6 separate regions of the Mus musculus genome follow, and all the other regions are linked to region 1. Evidence: chromatin contacts called from public ChIA-PET, HiChIP or PLAC-seq and promoter capture Hi-C data. All regions are on one chromosome and are shown on one strand. Each heading gives the region's core, a stretch centred on a gene start, on an enhancer-like site or on the middle of the called end of the contact. The rest is flanking DNA. Distances are from core to core; before and after follow the strand shown.

Region 1 (3,998 bases), core at 1,287-3,786:
CTAACCCGCTGGCAAGGAAGGAGAGAGACAGGAGGAGCCAGCCTGCTAGGAATTGGGCCAAGCGGGAAGCTGAGGCTGTTGGCCTGGGGCCCCACCTCACTTCCTGTTTTTCTTCCCTCTGTAAGATCTCCCTAAGATTCTGCTTGAACCTACAGCTCTGGTGGTCCCAGTTGGGCCTAACACCTTGGACAGTCCTAAGCCCTTTCCAAGGTTGGCCACGTCCCCTGGGAACCTGGGGTTGGGGGTAAGCTTAGGACCACCTTTCCTGACTGTCCTGGCCATGTCTATCCTTCACTCGGGCTAGACCAACCCCTCACCTGGCCAGCCAAGCCTAGTCTGTAAAGACAGAGGAAACAGAGGGTATCACACGGGCTTCCTGCAGGCATCCCTTGCCAAAGAGCCAGTGACATCCTCCTGGGGCAGAGGCTGAGCCAGTAGGGGAAGTCAGGCCTTCCTGTCACCCCAGCTCCCAACCCCCACGCTGGGAGGCCTCTGAGAGTCCCACACCGCTGGGAGCCTAGCTTGTAAACAGGCGGCTGGAGGGAGAGACTTGACAGCAGGTTGGCAGCTTGCCTGGGCACGGCAGGGCAGGGTTGAGTGAGCAGCTCCCAGTCCCTGCCTGGTGCCTATAGGGTGAACATCCCCTTCCTGTTCCTACTGGCTGCCCTTTTGAGATAAAAGTGTGGTAAAAGGCGGCTCCCTCTGAGCAGCCATGTAGACTCCAGGTGGCCATTTGCAAGTTGGAAGACGTACTTGGCTGTCAGACTCACAGAACTTTTTGCACAGGGTGTGTGCAGTGCAGGGGCCACACATCCCAGTTCTGAAGGTTTAGCCTCGTGACTGGTAAGGACTCCAGGAAGAAGTAACCCGTGTCAAGTACAGCTTCCTATCCCGTGAGCTTCCCCTGTTTCCCTATTTCTAACAGGGCTCCTGGAGGCAGTCTCAGGACAGGTCTGGATTAGGGCACAGAACTCACACCTTAACGAGGGCTTTGTAATTTGGCTTTTCTTCCCAGCATTTGAACTAAGTTGCAGGAAACAAAATAGATTAGAGCTATTTGCTGCCATCAGTGTGAACGGCTGACCCAGGTGGGCCACGCTTGAATGTGGGTGTCATGTTTTATTTGAATTGTTAGCCTGAGATAGGATCTGGCTAGGTAGCCCCAAACTACAGAGACATGCTGGCCCCCGTGGACACACACACACATGCTACAGCTAGCCACAGGTAGAAGCTATTTCTCTTACATGTGTCCCAGGAATGGGCTCAGGCTATAATTGGTGGCAAACTCCTTTAACAGCTGAGTAGAGACCCTTGTTTGAGTCTGCCAGGAATTGATCCCTGACTGCCTTGAGCTGAAGTTCTATCCCCTGCCCAAATCTGTCCAGGTAATGAACCTTGTACAGGCATGACAATCTGAATTAGAGACAAACATTTCTGCCAATGCAATCACTAATGACGACAATGAGGCTCGGGAGTCAGACAGATGACTCATAAGTTAAGCCAAACTGTTACTCTTACAGAGAACCCAGGGTACAGCCCAGCACCCACATCAGGCATCGTGTAATTTCACCTCTCTTCTGACTTTCCAGGCACCTGTATGCATAAGGCACACACACTCACACGGACGAGGACCTGTGTGAGTGCACACAAACACACAAAGAGCTGCTTGAGGTTCATGAGGCTCCAGCCTCAGTAGAGGGTGGTGGTAAAAACTTGTAGACAAACTACCCTGAAGAGGGAAAACAACCTCTTTGTGCACGGAAGCAGCCGAGGCAGCAGGCACAACGCGGTCTGACTGTATCCGAACCTGAATCGGGGATCCTAGCCCCTTCTTGTCCCAGCTATCCCCACCGAGGGCTGCAAAGGACCCAAGAGGTTCAAGAAGGGTTCATCACGGATTGCAGAGCTGGAGCACAGGACAAGGGCATCAGTATTCAGTAAAATTAGGGCTGGCTTGCCCTCCTTCGGCAGCTGAACGCGGCACCCGGCTCAAGGACAGGGAGCAGAACCTGCAGCGCGCAAGCCAGCGGGCCAACTGTGACACAGGAGAAGGCGGCCTCACGGCCCAAACTGAAGCCTTCAGTACCCTTCTGCGCAGGCGCAGGCGACTCCGGAGGCTGGTCACCAGCCTCTCCACACAGTCCTCTCCCACCCCCCAGCCAGGTCACGCGGCTGCAGTCGAGTATCTTTTCACGCTCCGCCCCCACCGTGGGAGTGCGCAGGCGCGCTTGAAGCTTCGCGCCCCACTTCCCTCGGAATCTCCCCTTCCCCCTGCCAGCTCGAAGTGCGCAGCCGTGTTTGGAGTCGCCAACACGGTCGCTGCGCAGCTCCACTCCGCTCCCCGCTAAGCTCCGCCCCTTAAACGGGAGCGCGCAGCCGTATTCTGCATTCCCCGGCGTGCTCTTCTCGCTGCGGCCTTCGACGCTCCTGGAAGCTCCGCCTCCTCTGTTCCCTGAGAAAGGCGGAGACTGGTGCGGAGGGGCGGGGTAACTTCGGGACCGCGCCTATAAAGGTGGCCGCGCCGGCCGCGCGCGCGGCTCCTCTCGGCGGCAGCGGCCCAGTGGAGGGGTCCGTGGTGGCGGTGGTGGCGGCGGTGGCGGCGGCGGCGGCGGCGACGGCGGCGGCGGCGGCGGCGGCAGCAGCAGCGGTGGCTGTGGCGGCGCTGTTCCCCGCGCAGTCCTCGGAGCGGGGTCCGGGCTGTGCTAGGTGAGGTGACGGCGCTGCGACCCCGGCCGGTGTCCGACCCCGGTGAGCGCGGCGCCAAGGGCGACATTCTCCGAGGGAGGAAGGAAGCCCGAGTCAGGCGCGGGAGCTCCGCCGAGCCCCGGCCGCCTCCGCCCGGCCGAGCGCCTCTCTCAGCCTCGGTCCTTTGTCTCCTCCGCCCGCAGGGTCGCCTCCCAAGCCGCCCCCCGGGCCCCGCGTCCCCTCCCCCGCTGGTGGGGCCCGGACTGAAGATGGTGCAGAAGAGAACAGCCGAACTTCAGGGCTTCCACCGTTCGTTCAAGGTGAGGGGTCCTGTCCGGGGGTCCCATTGCAGTGACGGGTGCGACGGATAAGCAGAGCCTACTCGGGAGGCTGGTGCAGGGCTTGGGAGGGGTGCTTGCATTGGACTTTTGTGCTGGAGGTGGTGGGGGTCAGCAGGCCGCAGCCCTGTCCCCATCCTCCTAGTAGCTCTCTCTTCTAGGACCCTCAACCCCCACCCCCAGGCTTGTGATTGGTGGCTCTGTGTCCCTTGCAGTTAGCCCGATCACAGTCGTCTGTTTCTGTGTGTGATCCTAGGCAAATCGAGTGTTTCTGTTCCTTGCAACTTCCAGGCCTGTCTTGTGCTGGTTGGGAGAGTCAGTAAGCTGCAGCCTTGCTTCTAGCTGCCTACTAACTCTTCATGAACTGCCCCAGGCTCCCCTGTGATCTGTGGCTGTGTCCCTAGCAGTTTCTCAGCCCGGGCTTTCCTACCTCTGTATGTGGTCTCTGATGGACTTTACATTTGTTTCCTGCAGTGTGTGCTTGTTGCAGGCTACAACCTGTCCCCGGCTGCCTAGTAGCTCTTTCTTTCAGGACCCACTCCCACCACTGATTGGTGGCTCTATGTCCCTCGCCATCAGCCTGATCTCAGTCTTGTGCTCCCCACCCACTTTCTGTATGTGATCCCACACTTTCTGTGTCCCCCAGGTTGGCCTTGTTCTGGATGAAAGCACGTCAGCAGGTCCTAGCTCTCTCTTTTGTGAGCTCCCCTAGGTTGGCTTGTGGTCAGTGGCTGGATGTTCCTTGCAGTCTCTCAGCCCCGTCTCCCCTACTTCTGTGTATATAGTTCCAGGGAAACCCTGTATCTGTCCACTGTAGTCTCAAGCTGGCCTGTGCGGTTGGTTGGGATCAGAGGGGATGAAGCCTTGTTGGGGAAACCCTTTGGCACATGGGTATGCTTTGCCCCACTGCAACCTCCACACTTGGTGGTGGCCTGTGGAGACCTTCCCTCAAGACACCCCAGGCCCAAAGTGTTA
Region 2 (4,329 bases), core at 1,018-3,517, 390 kb before region 1:
GACAGCCATGTAGAATGAGGGTGGGACAGCTCATCCCCACAGAGAGAGCAGACTTTCATAGTGCTCTCAAGCCTTTAGCAGACATCAACGCAGGCCCTGAAGATGGGCTGGCAAGGAAAAGAAAAGGGGCTGCCACCAGGACATGGACTGAATAGGAGTAATGGGAGCTTGTTTTCAGTGCTCAGGAGGCCAGAGCAAGAGGATTTCACATTTGTGGTCTAAATGGAGAACACAGGGCAAGCACGTTCAAGCCAAAGAAAACAAAAATTCGGACTGAAGCTGTGGCTCAGTGGGCAGCACACGTGCCTAGTATGCATGGTGCTCTCATTCCATCACCACAGCATACAAATCAGGCGTGGTGGGGCTGCCTACCATCCTAGCACTTAGGAAACTGAGCGGGGAGGAGGAGAAAGAGTTCAGGGTCACCCACAGCCACACGTATTAAGTATGAGGCCAACCTGGGGTACACGGGATGCTGTCTCAAATGAAAAGCCATGGTTGGGTGATGGTGGTGCACACCTTTAACCCCAGTACTGGGAGGCAGAGGCAGGAGAATCTCTGTGAGTTCAAGGCCAGCCTGGTCTGCAGAGTGAGCTCCAGGACAGCCAGGGCTACACAGAGAAAAGCAAAAATAAGGAGGATGGGCAGCCACTGAGGAAGATACCCCCTCCCCACACAGACACGCGCACATGCGAAACGAAGGGCTTTGTATTACAAGTAGGGGCAGAGCCAGCCATGAGAACACAGAGTGCAAAGATCTGGAGAACTAGGATTGCAGCATCTTTCTGCAAACATCTGGATTACTGCCTCCATTTCAGGGCACCTCAAGTTCCTGAGGTGCAAGTAATTCCAATTATTCCTGTTCCCATGATCCTGATCATGACTGGGGGGATTATCTGCAGGCATGAGAAAATGTATGGGTGTGAGCTCCAGACGCCACCCCCCCCCCCCAAGGCCGCTCTCAGATACAGGAAGGTCACACACAGGGCCCTTTGGGCTGTTTCCCTAGTCCTCTGTTCATGGGTTAAGATAGGATCTTGCCAGATTGTCCAGGCTACCCTTGCAATTTCTGGAGGTGGGATCCTCCTAGTCTCGGTCTCCCACACTTGGGAAGAGAGGCTGGCACTGGCTCTGTTTCCTTCTCTGGATTAAGCAAGTCCAGGGGACCCAAGATGACTAAGCAGCTGGAGGTGATTGCTGCCAACGCAGACGATCTAGGTTCAATCCCCACAACTGACTAGGTGGAAGGAGAGAACTGATTCCCGCAAGCTGTCCTCTGACCTCCACAAGCACACTAAATAATGTTTAAAAAAAAATCCAAACAAGTCTTCATCTTTTTGGGTCACAGTCATGTCTACAACTGACGGGAATCCCTGCCTGGTAGCTCCACCATATGGGATGCCCCACACACATACACAGCAGACCTGGCAAGAGAAAGATGGGTCTCCCAACCAGCCCTGCCAAAGTGGGGTGACCATAGCCTAAGCCCCTGTGTTGCTGACTCAAGAGGCTGGAGAGGGAGCTCTGTGATCAAGCGTGCTTGCTGCGTTTGGTTCCCAGCACCCCTGAAAGGCAGCTAGCTCTCAACCACCTGTAACTGACTCCAGGAGCAGAGGATGGGCCACATTTTTCTAGCCATCATGAATACTACACACATGTGCAGGTACTCACACACAGACGTACAAACAATAGTTAAAAATAACAAATCCTAAAAATACAAAAGAACCTAGTTGGAAGTATTACTAGGTCCTCTCTAGATGCTAGATAGCACACTGTCCTGGCACCGAGGTTCCCAGGCCACCGTCTCCAGCAGCCTTCCAGGAACTAGAGCCTTTTACACCATGTGTGGGTTTTGCTCATCGCCCCGTTGGCAGTCCATCTTACCCTAGTTAGAATAGCAGGGAGCATGAGAAAAGTATTCTTTTAAAATTCAGTTTATCAAGAGGTTGAAGTCATGGGAAAGTTAGTTCATTCATTTTGCAGACGAAGGGGTCAGGGTCGGGAATCCCAAAGGTTCCATCTGCCCGAAGGAGGAGAGAAAGGGAGGGCCTGGGCGAGGGGCGACCGGTACCTGCGGGGGGCTTCATGGCGGTCGGCTGCGCGCGAGGCGGCGACGGCCCTCCTCTGGTCCTCACGCCTGTGCGGTCCGGATCTCCTCGGAGCTCGCCTCACCTGAGCCAGTTCCTCTGCTGTGGCTCTCAGACTGAGGCGCCCGCCGCCCGCGAGCTCCGAGCACGCTAGGAAGGCGCGTGCGCGCGAAGGCAGCTGGTCAACGCGAGTGTGCATGCGCAGGAACAACCAGTCTGGCGCCGGTGCATCGCGGTTCCGCCCACATTATCCCGAGCTTGCCCTGTCAGTGGTGCGATTTTGCGCATGCGCTGAACACAGTGGAGCCCGCAATTGGCTGTCATAGGTGAGTGAGGCGGAGCCTTACGCACCCTCGGAACGCCAGGATGCTGTTTCCATGGAAACCTAACACCCTCTCTGCCTTGCCTTTTCTGTGAGGATTTCACTCTATACAGGCTGTGTGCGTTTGTGCTTGGTCTGTTCGTTCAATTCATTTCTTTTTGTTCTTCAGCCAGTTCCTCATGACTCCACCTTCTGAGTTCTGAGATGACCAGAGTGCTCCAGCATGCCTGGCTTCCCTCCCTCTCTCTCTCTCTCTCTCTCTCTCCCTCCCTCCAACCTTCTCTTCCTTCTTTCCTTCCTTTTTTTGACACAAAGTTTCATGTAGCCCAGGCTGGTCTGAATTTGCTGACAGGCCTCAAATTCGTAGCAATCCTCCTGCCCCAGCTTCCTGGGTTCTGGGAATGCAAGTGAGAACCGCCACGGGTTTTTGCTTGTTTGTTTTGTTTTTGTAAGCTGAGTGTGCTGACTTATACCTGCAATTTCAGTCCAAGTAAAACAAAACTGACCCAACCTGCAACCTGCAGGAGTAGCCTGGACTATATACCTTGTCTGAAAAAACATGAGAGATGGCTCTGTGGTCAAGTGTAGTTGATAATCGGTGTACTGCAAAAGCCAGGGCTGGCCCCTCCTTCCTGCACCAGCCTGTGGCACGTTAAGATGCCTCCTAGGAGCTGTTGGCGGCTCCTGTTAAAATGTTGGCACCATGACATCTCCTCAGCCTGGAGCTGTCACAAGAACTGTCTACAGTAGTGTATCACCTTTCCCAACACAACAGAGGTTGCCCCTCAAGAACACCCCTGCAGGAGCTGTCCTACAGGAACTGTCCCACAGTGATAGGACCTCATCTCCAGCCTCCTTGAGCAGCCTCACAGAGATGGCGCCTCAGCAAAAGTTGGCTGTGGCCTGGAAGGACTTTCACACTAACCCATGGGCCTGATGCAGGGTAAAGAGGGTGAGGGGGAAAAAAGTCACCAATCCCCGAACAGGAAAACCCACCAATCCCTGAGCTCCTCAAGCTCAGGACTTGAAATTCCACCAATCGTTAATCTGGAAATCTCTGCCCTGAAAAGCCCTGCCTCCTAAGAAATTCTATGTAAGCCCCGCCCTTTGTCTAATTCCCTAATGTTTTACTCCCAGGAGAAGAGGGAAGATTCATCTCTCCACACCCTGAACCCACCAATAAATCTCTTACATGAGATTTTCTGCTTGGTGTGACTTTCTCATCGGAAGAGCCAAGAAGAAGCGAGGTGAAGAGAGGGTGGGGGGTGGGAGAGCGGGGTGCGGGGAAACAAGGCTCCTGAGCTCCTCAGCTCAGCCGGGGATATCCTCCCCTGGGAACTGCAACACCTCTGCTGAGAGGGCTCCCTGCGTGGTTCCTGAGCTCCGTGTCTCCGTGTGCCCTTCCATCTGAGCAGAAACATCGACAGTAATAGCACAAGTCCAGAAGACTGGACTTCAGATCCCCACACCACAGGGCCGCTCACACCTCCAGGGGACCCCATGTCCTCTTCTGGCCACAGCAGGTGCTGTGTACATATGGTGCACACACATACATTTAAGTGTATGCACACAAGCACATAAGCAACTTTTAAAACATAGGATAGTGGAGAGACAGCATTTATTTTAACACGCATCTCAAAGTACAGTTCCTGTAGGGAGAAGCAATAGTCACTCCTGGTCCAAGGTCCAGAAATCTGCTCGAAATTACTCAGTCTAGGATCTGCCCAGGAAATGGCCTCTCCAGAGTCAAGACTGAGGGCCTTCCTGGCTCATTTGACTGACATAATCAAGATAATCCCCCTACGCCGGGCAGTAGTGACGCATGCCTTTTATCCCAGCACTTGGGAGGCAGAGGCAGGCAGATTTCTGAGTTTGAGGCCAGCCTGGTCTACAAAGTGAGTTCCAGGGCAGTGAGGGCTA
Region 3 (4,109 bases), core at 1,330-3,829, 510 kb before region 1:
ACACCATAAACACTTTATGTAAATTACACAGGGTGCCATGCATGGGTTATGCACAAATACATCCTCATTTGCTAGATGAGCATCAATGCCTGTGAGGAGCTCAGGATCCTGGACCCACCCTCAGAGTGTTGACTACGTAAGGGCTAAATTGTCCATACTTACCTGTCAGGGTGAGTTGGTGTGTGGTATGTGAGAAGGCCTCTGTGTTTCTTTCTGTGTTTTTACAAGTTTTGCTCACAGAGACCAGTGGGAGTGTCAGACTCCTGGAGCTGGAGTCACAGGTGGTTGTGAGCCTCCATGTGGTTGCTGGGAATCGAACCTAGGACTTCTGCAAGAGCAGCTGGTGCTGTAATCACTGAGCCGCCTCTCCAGTGTCCCATCTTATGTTTCAGTCTGAGTCTCACATCCCTGGCACGAGATGTCCCTACTTCCCTAGCAGTAGGCTCATAGATGTGACCAGCACATGACAGGAACATCGCTGAAGCCCTACTGGGATGGCAGCCGGGAGGTTCTCAGGGGTGGGGGCTGGGGTGGGGAACTCCAGAAGGAAGTGGTTCAGGGTCCCTAGGCAGGAAAACTCCTCCTCAGCCTGCCTAGTACTGGGAAGGTTATTTACATTCCATGGGGATGACATCATAGGGCGGGCCTTGATGCCCCCAGAAGGCTGGCCCAGAACTCACCAAATAAGGTCTGAAGCCCCTTAGAAAGAGGAAGGGCCTGGCATGAGGAGGTGGGAGGGGGAAGAGGGAGGGGGCTCCAAAGCACGGACAGGCATGAGAGCTAGCCTAGAAAGAGAATCTGGCTTTCTCAAGAAACACCAAACAGAAAACGGTGTCCTGAACCATCCCGGCACTGGGGAGACACCAGTATAAAAGCATCCATGTACAGAACTCAAGAAAGGCAGACCCAGCAAGTCGTAAAACAGCCTGTGCAGTGTGGTGGGACATCACCCAGGGCTGCCAAGGACTCCCTGAGCTCAGTCCCTGGAACTGGCTCGCATGGGAGAGGAGAGCACAGACTCCAGGAAGCTGTGCTGTGACTAAGACACATATGCACACAAAATATAGTAATTACATAAAAGAAGTTCAAGGCCAATCTGGGGGACATGAGAGCCTGCCTTTAAAAAACCAAAATCAAAATCAGCCAAGGCCAGGGTGGTGGTGCAATCCTTTAGCTCCAGCACTTGGGAAGCAGAGGCAGGAGGATCTCTGTGATGAGCAAGTTCCAGACCAGCCAGGAGTACATAGTAAGACTCTGTCTCATGGGGGAAAAGAAGAAACCGAGCTGAGAACAATCCCATAGCAGACAATGCTCCGAGGCACTGTCCCCGGCTCAGGGGCAGCAGCTACAGGTCTCTGTGTCTCTCTCCACAGAGGACACGAGAGAAAAGGAACTCAGGTTCCCTGTCATCTGGGAACCTGAAGTCTGGCGTGGTACCACCAGAAAACTCTGTGGCCACTGCTTCAAGACACTGAGGAGAGGAAGGGCACCCACCTCCCACGCCACTCACCTGCCAAGCTCCTCTCCCATCTCATAATGGTCCTCAACATCCTCTTGCCTGAATGTGGACATGGCGGCTGGCCTTCTGAAGGATTCTGGGGACACAGGAGCTGGAGGGACAGAGGAAACAGGAAATGTTTATCACGGATCCGACTTCTCCCAAGAGGCTTCCCCAGCATATGTGACACACAATGCCCCTGCCCCAGATTTTCTTTGGTCATCTACAGCCTCTACCCACAATTTGGTCATGGTAGAGCAAACCTGACACCCCACACTGGGGAGCGGAGGGCTGCACGGCTACGAGTTCAAGAGCATACTCAAATACTTGGTGAGTTACAAGCCAGCCTGAGTTCCATGAGACCAGCTCAAGTGACTGGAGAGATGGCTGAGACGGTAAGAGTGGGTGCTGTACTTGCACAGTCTCCAAGTTCAGTTTCCAGTGCTCACTAGTATCTCTAACTCCCAGGCCTGATGACCTCTAACGCTCTCTTCAGGAACCTCAGGTACCTGCGGGCACTGTGACACCCCTCTCAGAAACAAGCATAGATATAACTAAAAGAAGCGGAACAACATCTCTCAAGCAGTATATATATATATATATATATATATATATATATATATATGTACAAAACTATAAAACACAATACAGTGTCAGGTGCCCTTTACCCTAGCACTCAAGAGGCTGAGGCTGGAGGATTAAACAGAGTTCCAAGTCAGCGTGGGGTTCTCTACTCGAAACACTTCCATAGCGTCCGGCTCTTGAAATTCCTACCTAGCTTCCTCACCTGTCAATCATGCCCACCAGCACCCCGGAACTCAGGGGTGTCGCCGGAAACCTGACACATGCGCAGCAGTGTTGCTATTCCTAGAGGTCCACCCCTCGAGATTGGAGAAAGCCATGCCCCTCGCGGGTTCCCTCCCCTCGCTCCCGCCCTCGTCGCGTGTCCCTTGGGTCCCAACACAACGTCCCGGACCCGGCCCATTCGTACCGTCCTCAGCCATCGAGTCCCCGCCCGGTGCCAGCGAGGCCCCCGCGAGAACCTCCGGTACAAATCCTGAGACGGCATCTACGCATGCGCTGACAGCGCAGGGGCACACCTCCGCAAAACCCGAAAACCAGCGCTCATTGGACTACGACTTTAACCGGAAATTGAATGCACACGCTCATTGGTTAGCATCTGACCTCTCAGCGGAAGCGGACGTTGACTAGTGACGTCATCACCCAAGGCTAGGCGAGAGTCCAGTGCTCATTGGCCAGCCTGACAGATTCACAGGAAGGCTCGACACCGCCCTTGTGGAGCACATCATTATTGGGCTCCTGGCTGATGATTGGCTAACGCGAGAGGCTGAAAGCCAATAACCTGGAGCCGGGTATGCGCAGACCAAACCCCTGATGTGCAGGTCTATGGAGTGATTCAAGTTTGTGGAATGGACTGAGGCAGTACTGTGAACTCACAATAAAACCCATTCTGTCGCACGGGGTGCAGTGTGTGTGTTATGTGTGAATCACCGCAGGCCACCTAAGGGTAGCCAGATACCCTGAAAACCAGGAAAGCGTGCGCTGTACAAAACAGAGTTGCGAGCACATGTGGATCAACCACTGTAGTTTATTACTCCAATGATTCATTCCCACAGCCGGGCTGCAAGTCTAAGGCAGGCTGCCTGCCTTCCTGGAGGCACTTACCCCACCTCCCCCTCTGGGGGAACTCCACTTGGCCATGGACCCCAAAAACCTCTGAATGCATTTATTTAGACTTTTGGACATCTGCGCGTTTCCCTCTGAAAATGTTAAGAGCCGTGTCCCGCCCACCCCACAGCCTGCCAGTCCAGCCTGCAGAGAGATTCCCGCTATCTTGTAATTCCGAAATAAATAGAATTGGTAGCAAGTGAGTGCTGAGTGATGTCAGGGTGGCCCCAGCAGCCTCTAGAGGAGCACTGTGGGACAGTCTCAAGGTGTCTTCTGATGGGTGGGCACTGTGCAGCATGTGGCAGTATCAGGCTGCCTACAGTTTGTCCAGGAAGTTGTCCAGCGCTGGGATGCCCTCTTTCAGGCCCTTGCGCTTGCGCGTCTCAGCTACCACTTGGCTGGGGCGGCTGCTGTTGTCAAAAGGATCCCCAGGCAGGATCTGCCAGTGGTCAAACACGCACTGGGGGAAGGCCTGGCCGCCGGTGTTGGATCGCAGATCAGCGGTGAAGCCTAGACAGAAGACAGGAGACTCAGGTGACTTCCCTGGGGGGGTGGGGTGGGGGGGGGACATGCTTAGCTGTCTTGCCACCCCTCCCAGGAGGGATTCCTGGGTCCTTTGTTTTGGTTTCTCTGTGTAGTTTGTAGCTCTGTCTTTCCTGGCACCCTTAAGCAAGCTGGCCGTGATGACAGAAATCTGCTTCTGTTCTGCACCCCGCAGCTATATTACACAGGCCTTGCAGGTTATCTGCAAACCCCAGGGACCAGACACTCACCAAAGGACTCATTGACAGGCAGGTATGCCTTGACCACAAACATGGGGGTACCAGCCACCTGGGACTCCTCAAACACATGGCCACGCTTCCTGTTCAGGACACCGTAGATGCCACCCACCACTTGCTCAGGACACTTCGAGGAAAAAGAG
Region 4 (4,187 bases), core at 1,216-3,715, 380 kb after region 1:
GTAATCCCATACCCACTTCTGGCCCTCGTGGGCAAAGTCACTAACTTGCATATGTGCACACCCAAGCCTATGCTAGGCTGGAGACATGTTTCCCTGGCAGGAAGGACTGGAAGCTTCCAGAAAACCCTGCCTCACATTCCCAGAGGGAAAATGTTTACTAACAAGGCTGCAAGCCTTTAGTCTCAGCATGCCAGATGCAGGTGGACGCAAGTTCCAGGCCGACAGACTAAGGAAAACAAGCCACTGAACATGGTGCCTGTAATTGGTCCCAGCACCAGGGCCTGAAGCCAGCCTGGTGAACTCAAAGAAAGCCTGCCTTAGAAACAGGCCAGGGGTTCTCTCCACTGCAGATGTCAATTGTGTCAGCATTCCACAAGTAGGAGGCTAAGCCTGTCACACTGCCAGCATAGGCTTTGGTGACATGCTTGAGGTCTTCCAGAACACGTGCTATCCCAGGTCACAGAATGAAGCTCCAGGTAAAAGAAGCACCCTTACGCAGGCTGCAGCAGGTCCCCTTGTGTGTCCACTGTCACTGCAGTTCCCCCCCCCAAGACCCAAACCCAGGGAGCAGCCCCTTGCCCTTCCTGATGCTCAGCTCTGCCGTGCATGCTGGGCAGCTTGAAAGCGGAGACTGCAGCAGAGATGACGTGGACATGGACGTGAGCCCCTTACATGTAACTGTTCACCTTCATTCTGGTGGACTGTGACAGCCACCCAAAAGGCTCCAGGTTCCACACACAGGGACCAACCCAATCCCCAGAAAAAAAACAAAAACCCAGAATCCAGGGACCAAAACCAGTCTTTATTGGCCTCGGCTACTTGAGGGGGATGAATCGGGAGGAGTGGGTGGCACCGATCCCGGGCCGGCCGTGCTTCACGGGTTTGTAGGTGATGGAGAACTCGCCCAGGTAGTGGCCGATCATCTCTGGCTGCAGGTTGAGAGGAGGAAGCAGAGTGGTGTGAGCAGCTTTGGCACAGAGAAAAGCCACCCACCCAGCCACTCCCGGACCACAACTCACTTTGATCTCCACCTGGTTGAAGGTCTTGCCGTTGTACACGCCCACCATGCTACCCACCATCTCCGGCAGGATGATCATGTCCCTCAGGTGCGTCTTCACCACCTCAGGCTTCTCCATGGGTGGTGCCTCCTTTTTGGCCTTTCTCAAGCGCTTGAGCAGTGAGTGTTGCTTCCGCCGAAGACCACGGTTCAGGCGCCTCCTCTGGCGGGCGCTGTACAGCTGCATCAGTTGCTCACTGTGGGAGAAGGGGGTGGTTTGGAGACCCGGGGACAGCATGCTGCGCCAGCACTGCTCCATTTCTTTCACACCCAGAAAGGAACATGCCGGGAGCTCACTAAAGACAAGTCCTCCATAGCACTGCCGTCAACCTTCAGGGCACAACCCTCTAAAATGAATCCACCAGCTTCCACAGGCAGTGACGTAAGCCGAGATCAAACCTTTTCCTTTGACAGCCCACCCAGACAAATTACCTATCCGTGGTTGATTTTCCCCAAGGTCACAGGGAGGCCTGTGAGCCCAGTCAGCGGGAGACTGAGGCAAGGTAGTTCTGTCTACATAAGACTGTCGAACACTGCACAACTGTAGCAGGGGCCGAGTTGAGGTCACAATCTAGAGCGCTTGCCTAGGAGGCTAGGACGCCCCGAGTTTGATGCTCTGCACCGTGATGGTGACCCAAACATTAGGGAGGTTGAGAGGATCAGGAGTTCGAGGAGAGCCTGGGCTACACGGGTCCCTTTTTTTTTTTCCGACTCAAGAGTTTCTCTGTGTAGCCCTGGCTGTCCTGGAACTCGCTCTGCAGACCAGGCTGGCCTCGAACTCAGAATTCCCCTGCCTCTGCCTCCCAAGTGCTGGGATTAAGTCGTGCGCCACCATTGCCCGGCACTCGAGACCCTTCCTTGCCTCTCCCATGTGACATGTGCAAAGGTTCTGGCTCTATTTCCAGCACCACCCACAGAAAAGGAAAATGTACAAACGGGCCAGCGACCCGGCGGGACTAAGGTGACGGGGCCTCTTACTAGGACATGTCGAGCAGTTGGTCGAGGTCTACGCCACGGTAGGTGAACTTGCGGAAGGTGCGCTTCTTCTTCTGCTCCACTTCGGCCTGCGTGAGCGCGAGTCGGGGTTAGCAGGGGCTCGGCAACCTTACCCGGGAGCCCAGGGACCTGAGCTGCGCGAGCCGCGCTCCTCTAAGCTACGGCGGACGGGCGAGGGGACACACAGCCCCGCGGCCGCCCGCAGCCATCCGGGCCCTTCCGCACCCGCCATCCGCAGTCTCCGGGCACCCGAGCACATCGCTACATCCCCAGGCAGCGAGTCCAGAGTCTTGCGAAAGGGCCCCGGGAGGATGGCGACGGATACCCGGGAGCACAGACCGCCGTGCACGAATACTCACCATCTTGGCGGTTACTCGGAAAAGGAAGTACGGGCTGCGCTTGCGCAGTTATCGCGAGCTCTGCCGGGAGGGCCCGCCTCCACCGCTCAACAGCTTCCGCTCTGCGGATACTCGCCATTGCCCCCCGCTGTCCGGAGGCCAGAGCAAAAGCGCCGCTACCCTCCGGAGGGGCGTGGCTCCCTTTGGGGTTTTTGTTAGTGTGTCTGTCTCTCTGTCCCTGGTTTTCTTTGTCTTCTCTGTCTCTGTGTTTCTGCCTCTCTCATGTACAAGGTCTCAAGCAGTGATTCTCAACCCGTGGGTCACAGCCTCTTTGGAGGTGGCATATCAGATATCCTGCATATCAGATATTTACAATTATGATTCCTAATAGCAAAATATATACATACATTTTTGGGGGAGACGGAGGTTCAAGACAGGGACTCTGTGTAGGCCTGGCTGTCCTGAAACTCGCTCTGTAGAACAGGCTGGCCAGAGGCTAATCCCAAGTGCTGGGATTAAAGGCGTGAGCTACCACCTCCAGGCTGTCTGCTTTTCTTGTGGGATGTGTGAGCCTACCACCTCAAAAGTGAGTGGTTAATTAGAAGACAACTTGGAGAGATCAGTGCTCTCTTTCCACCATCCTGGGACTTGGCTTTAGACTCCCTGACCCAGTGAGTGTTTCGTTTTATAATAAAATAGAAGCCAGGTGTGATGGCACAAGTCTTTGTCTTTTTTTTGTTTTGTTTTTTCGAGACAGGGTTTCTCTGTATAGCCCTGGCTGTCCTGGAACTCACTTTGTAGACCAGGCTGGCCTCTAACTCAGAAATCCACCTGCCTCTGCCTCCCAAGTGCTGGGATTAAAGGCGTGTGCCACCACGCCCGGCAAGTCTTTGTCTTTAATCCCAGCTCTTGGGCTACACAGAGAAACCCTATCTCAAAAAACGAAAAACCAGAGAGAGAGAGAGAGAGAGAGAGAGAGAGAGAGAATATGAATGAATGTTGGAAAGGAAGCCGCATTTTCTATTTTTGTTTTGTTTTGTTTTGTTTTTCAAGACAGGGTTTCTCTGTGTAGCCCTGGCTGTCCTGGAACTCAATCTGTAGACCAGGCTGGCCTTGAACTCAGAAATCCGCCTGCCTCTGCCTCCCAAATGCTGGGATTAAAGGTGTGCACCACCACGCCCAGCTCCAACATTTTCTCTCTTATCTAGTGTTGGGGGTTGGAAGGCTAGGAGGAAAAAGGTGGAGAAGGATGGAAGAAAAAGAAGCCCACGAAGTAGCAAAGTCCAGCAGAGGCACGTGTAGCACACAGAAGGCAGAGCGGTCTGTGAATTCCAGGCCAGCCAGGGATGCATAGAAAGACCATCCCTGTCTTTAAAGAGAGAGGAGAGGTAGGACAGTAGTGGCCAGGACAGCCAGGGCTGCATAGAGAAACATCATGTGAAAAAACCAAGCCGGGCATGGTGGCGCACGCCTTTAATTCCAGTACTCTGGAGGCAGAGGCAGGTGGATTTCTGAGTTTGAGGCCAGCCTGGTCTACAAAGTGAGTTCCAGGACAGCCAGGGCTATACAGAGAAACCCTGTCTCGAAAAACCAAAAAAAAAAAAAAAGAGAATACTCCCTTGGGCCGGGCGGTGGTGGCACACACCTTTAATCCCAGCTCTTGGGAGGCAGAGGCAGGCAGATTTCTGAGTTCAAGGCCAGCCTGGTCTACAGAGTGAGTTCCAGGACAGCCAGGGCTACACAGGGAAGCCCTGTCTGGATAAAAACAAAACAAAACAAGAAAGGTCTGATTATAG
Region 5 (4,336 bases), core at 1,475-3,974, 360 kb before region 1:
AGGCATGGTGCATCAGCAGCCAAGAGTTCTACATCTTCATCTGAAGGCAGCCAGGAGAAAACTGAAATTTCACACTGAGCAAGCTTGAGCATAGAAAATCTCAAAACCCACCTCCACAGTAGAAATTCCCCCAACAAGGCACCACCTCCTAACAGTGCCACTCCCTATGGCCAAGCATTCAAACACGTGAATGTACTGGGACCATAGCTATTCAAACTACCACAGTCTTTCTATGTAATCCTGAATGTCCTGTAACTTGCTATATAAATCAGGCTGGTCTTGAACTCACAGAGATCTACCTGCCTCTACTCTTTCCTGAATGCTGGGAGAAAAGGTTTGCACTACTATACCTGGTTGATCCCAGCACTTATGAAGTAAATGTTGTAATTGTTATTACTTCTACTACTTCATGTATGTTTGCACAGTGGGGGTACAGCACATGTATGTGACATGTCATGTATTTGGAGGCCAGAGAACAATTCAGAGTCTGTACTACTTTTCCAACCCTGCATGGTCCCAGGCATTGCAATCTTGTGAGCCAAGTTCCTTTGATCCACTGACCCATCTCAATGTCTCCCTAGCCCTTCCCTGTAGGGCATCATGTGGTTTTGCCTGGCCTTGACCTTAGGAATTAACCGAAGCTGACCTCATCTTCCTGCCTCAATTTTCCAAGTGCTAGGATATGTTTATTTTAGACCTGTTAAAAAAGATAAGTTGGTTGTGTTATCCCAGGACTTGAGAGGCAGAAGCAGGCAGATCTCTGAATTTGAGGCCAGCCTGGTCTATAAAGCAAGTTCTATGACAGCCAGGGCTACACAGATAAATCCTGTCTGAATAAAACAAAACTAATGAACAAACAAAAAATTTAATTAGTTTAGGATATTTGATATAGTGACTTGATGAACTCAGCCATAATTCATATGATGCTGTCAGCCATGTTTGCTTCAAATCTTTGAGTGAATATATATTAGTTTCTATTGACTAGATACACAGAGCTGTGGCTGCGCCATAGGATGAGTATACACTGGACGCCCATCTGTACTGTCTGTTAGCCAGGAAGGAGAAAGTCCCCAGGCGTCACTGTTCTTCACACAATGGCTTCAAATCTGCTGGTTTAGAAATGACCTTTGCTGGGCTTGGTGGTGCACATCTTTAATCCCAGCACTTGGGAGGCAGAGGCAGGCGGATTAATGAGTTGGAGGCCAGCCTGGTCTCCAGAGTGAGTTCCAGGACAGCCAAGGCTGTCCTGAGAACCCTGTCTTGAAAAACAAAACAAAACAAAAGAAATGACTTTTATCTGGAAACACCCCAACTCTCCAACAAAATTCAAGCAGATCTATAGTTAGTTAATCCAAACAATAGAATACTATTTAACAATTAGAAAGGAGGACTGAACACAGCTCATCAGTTAAGAAGACTGACTGGCTGCTCTCACAGAGAATGCAGGTTTGTTTCACACATTGTAGCTCAGGACCACCTGTGACTCTGACCCAAGGTCATGCAACACTTTCCTCTGACCTCTTTGGGCACCAGAGACACACATGGCACTTAGACATGCAGGCAAAGCATTCATACACATAAAATCAAACCAAATAAATCTTTAAAAAAATAAGTTATTTACTTATTTAGATGGACAATGGTGGCGCATATTTTTTATTCTGAGCACTCTGGGAGGCAGAGGCAGGCATATCTCTGAGTTTGAGGCTAGCCTGGTCTACAGAGTGACTTCTAGGTCAGCCAGAAACCCTGTCTCAAAAACCAAATAAATAAGTGAAAATACGAGAAGCTCATGTCACATACATCAGGGTAGGCTCATGTGTTAGTGTGCTGTGCATGGCTCTTTTGATACAGTGTCTCATTCTGTAGGCCAGTCTTGGAAGACAGAGTACATGGATCTTCTGCCTCAGCCTCCAGAGTGTGCTGGGATGACAGACATACATCACCATGTGTAAAACTATAGTGTTCTGTAAAGCTTTGATCTGCAGTGAATGAAGCGTCTTTGTCATCTTTGTTGTCTAGCACAGTAAAAGCACGGTTTACACAGCATACATATTGTGTGAGGTGCTCTAGATATAGCAGGAGGCCAGGTATGGTGACTCACACCTACAATCCAAGCGCTCGGGAAGCTGATGCAGGAGGATTCTGAGCTTTCTGCATGCCACCCAGCCTGGGCTGCTCAGCAAGACCGTAGCTCAAACAAATGAATGTAAAAATAAGGCATACTGTGTAGTATCTGTAGGCTCTACTCAGGTGCCATGTCACTTCAGGAGACATTTCCTAGGCTGCAGGTATGGGTAGAATGATTACATTGTTAGTAACTGTAGTGATTGAGGGGCACAGTAGACCTCTTGAGCTTGAATTTATTCTGGCTATCAATAGATATTTGGTGGACGCCTGTATCTTCTTAAGCCGCGAGGAAAGACTTCAAGAATGTTCCATTCGCTGTAGGAAATCGCTTCCTGCCAAGCCTCCAGCCACACTCATTCAGTACCACGCGACCCTGGACAGCTCCGGGATGGAGGCCCTACTTCCGGAACTATGTTGCCAAGTAGTGTTTTCTATCGGAATCATTTGGTAGCTGCACTCATGTTTAGAAAGGAGAAAACTGCTTTCCGGAGCCAGTAGGCGTTGCAGAAGGATTGGCAGCAGCATCGACCAATGGACTATGAGTTCTGTCGAGTGGCACTGACAGTGTCCAATAGACGCTGATGTGGGCGGGGCGTAGGTAGCAGCTCGCAGCCCCGGGGGTCTCGGCTGGTCCGCTGCGGCGGGGTCCGGACCGCGGGGCAGTTGGCGGCAGGTGGCACTGGCTGGAGGCCTGAGGAGCTGTCAGAGGTACAAGAGGGGTCAGGGCGTGGCCTGGGCGTGGCGGGCTTGGGGCAGGGCGGAGCCGAGGGCCCTGGCCGACCGTGCCTGCCTGTTCACAGAGTCTTTGCTTCAGTGTGAGGCTGAGTGGAGCACACAGTAGGCGCACAATAAGTGATTAAGGAAAGACTGAGCTTGTCGCCCGCCAGCCCTGCCCCGACTGGCCCGATTTTGAGAGCACCCGAGGTATCCCTACCTGACCCTGTCTTCTAGCATCAATTGGGCGCCTGTTGTATGCACTTTGCCTTGTGTTCACAGCAGTGGAGGGAAGGACTTTAAGGGAGTTATTTTTGTTGTTAATTTTTTAAAAAATTATAGTAATTATGTCCTTTATAATATTCCTCTAGAATATTTTAATTTTAAAGTTTAACTTAATTTTAACCTTATTTATTTCATCCTAATTTTCTTTCGTATTTTATTTTCATTTTTTTTTTTGTTTTTGTTTTTGTTTTTGTTTTTTTTGTTTTTTGAGACAGGGTTTCTCTGTATAGCCCTGGCTGTCCTGGAACTCACTTTGTAGACCAGGCTGGCCTCGAACTCAGAAATCCGCCTGCCTCTGCCTCCCAAGTGCTGGGATTAAAGGCGTGCGCCACCACTGCCCGGCCTATTTTCATTTTTAAAATTTACTTTCCTTCTTTTTTTTTTCGACAAAATTTACTTTTCAAATTTATTTTATGTGTCTGTGTTTATGCACATGTGTGCAGTGCCCAAAGCGGCCAGAAGAGGGGAATAGATAGATCTTTCTAGGCTAGAATGGAACCTTGGTCATCTGCAAAAACAGCCAGTGCTCTCAACTGCTGAGAGTGTCTCTGCTGCTACTATCTTATCTTATTATTTCATTTCTTTATTTATATTTCTTTCCAAGTCAGGGTTTCTCTTTGTAAACCTGGCTGTCCTGGAACTCACTTTGTAGACCAGGCTGGCCTCGAACTCAGTAATCTGCCTGCCTCTGCCTCCCAAGTGCTGGGACTAAAGGCGTGCGCCACCACTGCCCGGCTGTATTTTCTTTTTAAATTTTGTTGTATTACTTTATTCTGAAGTAGGGTCTTCCTCACTGTCCAGGCTGGTCTCAAATGTGTAGCCGTTGTCCCGCCTCACCCTCCTGTGTACTAAGATGATAGTCACATCCCTTCAGACCGTGTATGTGCACACGTGAGGAGCCTAAACTTCCATATCAGTGTCTTCCTTGATCGCTCCCATAATTTAACATTTTACATATATGTGTGTTTTGCTTCTTTTCATGGCTGTGCACCTGTTGGGAACAAAATAAAGGGGGACCCTGGGGGCCCTGGGGAAAAGTGGGGGAGGAAAAGGGGTCTAACGTCCTGCTAGGGTTCCTGTGCTCTGGGCAGGCAGATGCAGGCAGAGCTGCCGGACGCTTTTCCACAGGGCCCAGGGTGAGCATGCCTGACTCATTTAAGAGCTTTATTATAGAAATGCAGGGGAGAGAGAGAGAGAAAGGGAGAGAGAG
Region 6 (4,175 bases), core at 345-2,844, 330 kb after region 1:
TACCTGGATAGTATATCTGTTGCATATTTTCTCCTGTAAATCTATGTCTGCTGTATATCCTCCATGCAGAGTGCATGCCTACTGTATACCAGGACAGAGTGCATGCCTACTGTATACCAGAACAGAACTCCTACTGCACGGGCCCCTCTCTCTCCCTAACACGGTCCTCATCTTTGCTTTGCTGAGGTCCCTTCCTTTCACAGCAGGACGTCAGGATTGTCTCTCATTCTCCTGCTGACCCTGGCTAGGCCACCCTTGCCTCTAGCCCCTTTAGTGGTTATATGTTCTGTAGGGGTTCTCCTCACAGCCCATGCCTGGCCTTAGCATCTTTTCTTCAACAGGATGATGGGTGTCAGAAATCGGAGTCATGGCCATGCATGGCCACCTCCCCACACTGGGCTTGGCTGCTGGGCCATAGCTGTGTGCACACAGTGACTTGCATAATAATGTCACGGAGTGGTCACACTCAGAGATGTTTCCAGCGGCTGTCCTGTGCTGAGCCCTGTCCAGAGGACCTCCCTGAGGCAGGTGTATACAGCAGACACTGTCCTCTATGTGTAGTAAATACTGCAGGCAGTCTGCTTTTCAGGGAGTGCATACAGCAGGCACCGTGCCCTGTGAGGAAAGCGGGCCAGAGGTCAGCCAGGTGGGCTTCCTAGAGGAGGCGAGTTCAGCGCCCAGGAATAGCATGGTCCACACAGCACTGATCATCGCAGTGCGGCGTCCTTCTGCCCGGCTGCCGGGAGGCTACACGAAGGCGATGGGGTCAGGGGGTCCACAAGAGGCTGGCAGAGTGCCGGGAATGGGAAACTGAGGCGGAGGGCTTGAGGCCAAAACCAGTGGAGAGAAGCAGCACTGGCGTCCAGGCCTAGAGGGCGGGACCGGGTGGAGCATTGGTGACGGCAGCGCCTGGGAATGTGGGGCAGGGAGGGTCCCTCCGCCCCCAGCGGGCGCGCGGGGCCTCGTGAGGGGATGCTTGGGACTCGAGTGAGGAGTCGGGGGGCGGGGGGGGTGGAGATGCGAACCAAGGCAGGAAGGTCTAACTGGGGAATGATGTGGACCAGCGTGGAGAGGTCTAATTGGGGGTAACAGGGACGGGGTGGGAAGTCCCAGTTGCAGGGATGATGGAGACCTGGGTTGGGGTCCCAGGGATTGTTGGGACAGAGCTAGGAGCCTGGCCTGAGTGGGTGATGGGGATGAGGAGAGGAAATCTGGCGTATCTGGCTGCGGGGTGCTACGGAGCAGGACGGGGTACTGAGAGTGAGAGGGCGCCCTGGCATGGACTATCCCACCCCAAGCCCCAGCGCTAGGCACATTCCCTGGCCCTGAGCGCGGCGCCCGGAATAGCAGTCCAGTCACCCCCGCGCACCGCCCCGCAGCTGCACTTCCCAAGGTCACTGGCACCCAGGATATCAGGACCAACGCTGGGCCGCTGAGCTGCGCTGTCAGACACAGTAGGTCAGCCCCCTGCCGCAGGTCCGGGCCCAACGCGTGCGCCCTCTCCTGCCGCACGAGGGCGCCCTTGGCCTGCGCCCTCGGTGACCCCAGCCTGGGCGCGCCTAGGAGGCCCGGGTGGGAGGGATCGACCGAGTTCGCAGTCCCGCACTTTGGGGCCCCGCCGCTTCCGCCAGTCCCCGGGGCGTCCCGGGGAAACTTGGACGTATTGCCTTGGGCTCTCAGCAGATGGTAAGTCCCTCTTCCCATCCTGCCACTATTCCACCCGGTGTGGCGGCGGGGATGAGATTGGTTTCTTTCCCTGCTCGGAGCGAAAGCAGCAATCCCTAGGATGGTGGGTGAGTTTGGGGGTCGCACTTCCTACGGGATGGGACTGAAACTCAGGAGACCGACACCCCAGTGACTGGTGCACCAATGCGGGAGAGGGATGCAGTGCTAGATGCGGTGCTCGGGAGAGGGCATTGACAGACATGGGTAGGAGCCCCCCTCACGAAGGGGGTTATGAGATGGCCTTCCCCAGCCTCCTTCTTCCTTCCTTCCCGGGACAGCCCAGTTTCTGGGCCCGCAGAAGGAAGGGTCCGGCGAGTGTCTTGAAGCAGTTCCCGTGAGTTTCCAATTTACAGCCATCTCGGTCCCAAGGTGTCCTAAAGGACATCAGATTGGCTGACAACCGGAGAGACCCTGGTTCCAGCCGGGCCGGGGTACTTTTGTCCTCCTTACCCCTTTTTCAGGTACCTGGACCCTGTGGGCTGCAGATCTTTGAGAGCCCGTGTGCCCTTCAGAGAGCCTGGCCCGGGCCCAGAAGGGACTCACTTCATCTTGGTTCCCTTCCCTCCTGGCTGGTCTTGCCAGGCTGGGATCACGAGGAGGAGGGCGTCGGCTGAGAATGACTTCATCCGGTCTCTACAGTTGGGGAAACTGAGACCTCCACTCAGCCCCACCCTGCTCTTCTTGTCCGCAGATCCTCTAGGCACCGCAGCCCGCAGCTCTGGCAGATGAGACCATGACCCACGTGTTGGCAGGAGGCCAGGTCAGCCGCCCAGCGCCTGCCACGGGGTGGGGTTGGGGGTGGGGAGGAGGTCCCTTAGGCTATGGGGTACCTGGGAGCACAGCGGTCCCCAGAGGCTGGGGGGCAGCTGGGAGGGGGACATCCATTCCACCCTGAGTTTCTGGATGAGCCTCCATTAATTATCCCTCTACAGGCTCTCAGAGACTCAGGGATGGGGTTCCGCGGGTTTTCACTGCACAGATGGGGAAACCGAGGCCTGGAGAAATGGAATGGTTGGTTCCTGGCCACCCAGGAAGGTAGATGAAAGGGGTGACTAAACTTGCAGCCACCTAAAAACTGTCCTTAAAGGATTCCTTGTGCATTATAAAAGAACACACTGGGGCTGGTGAGATGGCTCAGTGGGTAAGAGCACCCGACTGCTCTTCCAAAGGTCCTGAGTTCAAATCCCAGCAACCACATGGTGGCTCACAACCATCCGTAATGGGATCTGACTCCCTCTTCTGGAGTGTCTGAAGACAGCTACAGTGTACTTACATATAATAAATAAATAAAAATCTTTAAAAAAAAACAAAAACAAAATAAAAGAACACATTGTCTATAGGAAGAACTGATTAAGGTGGGTGTGTGGCAGTCCAGGACTAGCAACTTTGTCCCAGGAGGCTAAGGGAGGAGGATTTTTCAGAGTTTGAGCCTAGCCTGAGCTACAGATCAAGACTCCCATCTCAAAAGGAAAGCAGAAGCCTGTCCTAGAGCAAAAGCCCAGTGCCCACTGTCCAGGAGCTAGTAGGGGAGGCAGGAAGGTCACGAGTTCAAGGTTATCCTTAGCTACTCAGGAAGTTTAAGACCAACCTGGGCTACAAGACCCTATCTAAAAAAAAAATAAAAAAGAAAAAAAGAAAGCTGGGCGTGGTGATGCACGCCTTTAATCCCAGCACTCGAGAGGAAGAGGCAGGCGGATTTCTGAGTTCGAGGCCAGCCTGGTCTACAAAGTGAGTGCCAGGATAGCCAGGGCTACACAGAGAAACCCTGTCTTGAAAAACCAAAAAAAGAAAAAAAGAAAAGCACGTGTGCAAATCTTTAGTCCCAGCACCTGGGAGGCAGAGGCAGGCGGGCCTCTGTGAGTTGACAGACCAGCCTGGGCCACATAGAGAGTTTTGGGACAGCCTGGATTACATAGCGAGAGTGTCTCAAATAAACACAGGAGGAGGTGGAGAGATGCTCAGTGTTCAAGATCTTTTTTTTTTTTAAGATTTATTTATTTATTATATGTAAGTACACTGTAGCTGTCTTCAGACACTCCAGAAGAGGGAGTCAGATCTCCTTACGGATGGTTGTGAGCCACCATGTGGTTGCTGGGATTTGAACTCCTGACCTTCAGAAGAGCAGTCGGGTGCTCTTACCCACTGAGCCATCTCACCAGCCCAGTGTTCAAGATCTTACCTTGCTCCTTAAGAGAACCCACAATTGGTTCCAAGCACCCATGCCAAGTTGGGAGCAACTGTAGCTCAGCTCAGCGAAGGGAGTCAATGCTGCTGGCATCTTCCAGCGCTGCACTGTGTGCATGTGTGTGCACGCGTGTGTGTGTGCATGCATGCATGTACACATGTATGTATATGTATGCTGTTTTCAAGACACAGTGGTCCTGGCTGTCCTGAAATTCACTCTGTAAACCAGGCTGGCCTCGAACTCAGATCTGCCTGTCTCCCAAGTG

Evidence for each region. Promoter capture Hi-C pulls out the DNA fragments that hold promoters and counts their contacts. ChIA-PET counts read pairs in DNA pulled down with a chosen protein or histone mark. HiChIP or PLAC-seq counts read pairs in DNA pulled down with a chosen protein or histone mark.
Region 2: an RNA polymerase II ChIA-PET map of memory CD8 T cells shows a contact between it and region 1, with 20 read pairs. The contact joins the promoter of Thop1 here to the promoter of Mknk2 in region 1. A contact is called at or near these places in 1 of 39 promoter capture datasets (cranial neural crest) and 2 of 115 datasets of contacts at active chromatin or transcription factors (memory CD8 T cells and pancreatic cancer cells).
Region 3: a FOXA1 HiChIP or PLAC-seq map of pancreatic cancer cells shows a contact between it and region 1. The contact joins the promoter of Dapk3 here to the promoter of Mknk2 in region 1. A contact is called at or near these places in 2 of 39 promoter capture datasets (liver and neural stem cells), 5 of 484 Hi-C or Micro-C datasets (CD4 T cells, the N1E-115 cell line, cerebellum and 2 more), 6 of 115 datasets of contacts at active chromatin or transcription factors (Th17 cells, astrocytes, bone marrow-derived dendritic cells and 3 more) and 3 of 9 other capture datasets (adipose tissue, liver and macrophages).
Region 4: a promoter capture Hi-C map of pre-B cells shows a contact between it and region 1, with 5 times the contacts expected there. The contact joins the promoter of Rps15 here to the promoter of Mknk2 in region 1. A contact is called at or near these places in 10 of 39 promoter capture datasets (the 3T3-L1 cell line, the C10 cell line, cranial neural crest and 6 more), 1 of 484 Hi-C or Micro-C datasets (cortical neurons), 6 of 115 datasets of contacts at active chromatin or transcription factors (bone marrow-derived macrophages, effector CD8 T cells, embryonic stem cells and 3 more) and 1 of 9 other capture datasets (adipose tissue).
Region 5: an RNA polymerase II ChIA-PET map of effector CD8 T cells shows a contact between it and region 1, with 10 read pairs. The contact joins the promoter of Slc39a3 here to the promoter of Mknk2 in region 1. A contact is called at or near these places in 9 of 39 promoter capture datasets (cranial neural crest, embryonic stem cells, hematopoietic stem and progenitor cells and 6 more), 1 of 115 datasets of contacts at active chromatin or transcription factors (effector CD8 T cells) and 2 of 9 other capture datasets (adipose tissue and liver).
Region 6: a contact with region 1 is called in an HNF4G HiChIP or PLAC-seq map of pancreatic cancer cells. The contact joins the promoter of Adamtsl5 here to the promoter of Mknk2 in region 1. A contact is called at or near these places in 6 of 39 promoter capture datasets (the C10 cell line, the SN4741 cell line, embryonic stem cells and 3 more), 1 of 15 datasets of contacts at CTCF or cohesin (large pre-B cells), 2 of 484 Hi-C or Micro-C datasets (the AML12 cell line and embryonic stem cells), 3 of 115 datasets of contacts at active chromatin or transcription factors (embryonic stem cells and pancreatic cancer cells) and 2 of 9 other capture datasets (adipose tissue and macrophages).

Annotation. Positions count from the first base shown.
Region 1 is chr10:80,674,831-80,678,828 of GRCm38.p6, reverse strand. Mknk2 (MAP kinase-interacting serine/threonine kinase 2) reads left to right here and starts at 2,536. Exons shown (of 14, transcript NM_021462.4): 1 at 2,536-2,748; 2 at 2,889-3,005. The coding sequence starts at 2,955.
Region 2 is chr10:81,068,021-81,072,349 of GRCm38.p6, reverse strand. It overlaps Thop1 (thimet oligopeptidase 1), which reads right to left and starts at 2,267. Exons shown (of 13, transcript NM_022653.4): 1 at 2,072-2,267. The coding sequence starts at 2,087.
Region 3 is chr10:81,181,477-81,185,585 of GRCm38.p6, reverse strand. It overlaps Dapk3 (death-associated protein kinase 3), which reads right to left and starts at 2,579. Exons shown (of 9, transcript NM_001190474.1): 1 at 2,490-2,579; 2 at 1,511-1,610. The coding sequence starts at 2,502. It overlaps Eef2 (eukaryotic translation elongation factor 2), which reads right to left. Exons shown (of 14, transcript NM_007907.2): 13 at 3,961-4,093; 14 at 3,077-3,697. The coding sequence ends at 3,504.
Region 4 is chr10:80,290,709-80,294,895 of GRCm38.p6, reverse strand. Rps15 (ribosomal protein S15) reads right to left here and starts at 2,465. Exons shown (of 4, transcript NM_009091.2): 1 at 2,413-2,465; 2 at 2,036-2,121; 3 at 1,020-1,254; 4 at 782-929. The coding sequence starts at 2,415. The coding sequence ends at 816. It overlaps Gm30682 (a long non-coding RNA gene), which reads left to right. Exons shown (of 3, transcript XR_871874.3): 3 at 1-761.
Region 5 is chr10:81,035,703-81,040,038 of GRCm38.p6, reverse strand. Slc39a3 (solute carrier family 39 (zinc transporter), member 3) reads left to right here and starts at 2,724. Exons shown (of 4, transcript NM_001358898.2): 1 at 2,724-2,835.
Region 6 is chr10:80,345,867-80,350,041 of GRCm38.p6, reverse strand. It overlaps Adamtsl5 (ADAMTS-like 5), which reads left to right and starts at 1,594. Exons shown (of 13, transcript NM_001285435.1): 1 at 1,594-1,686; 2 at 2,417-2,485.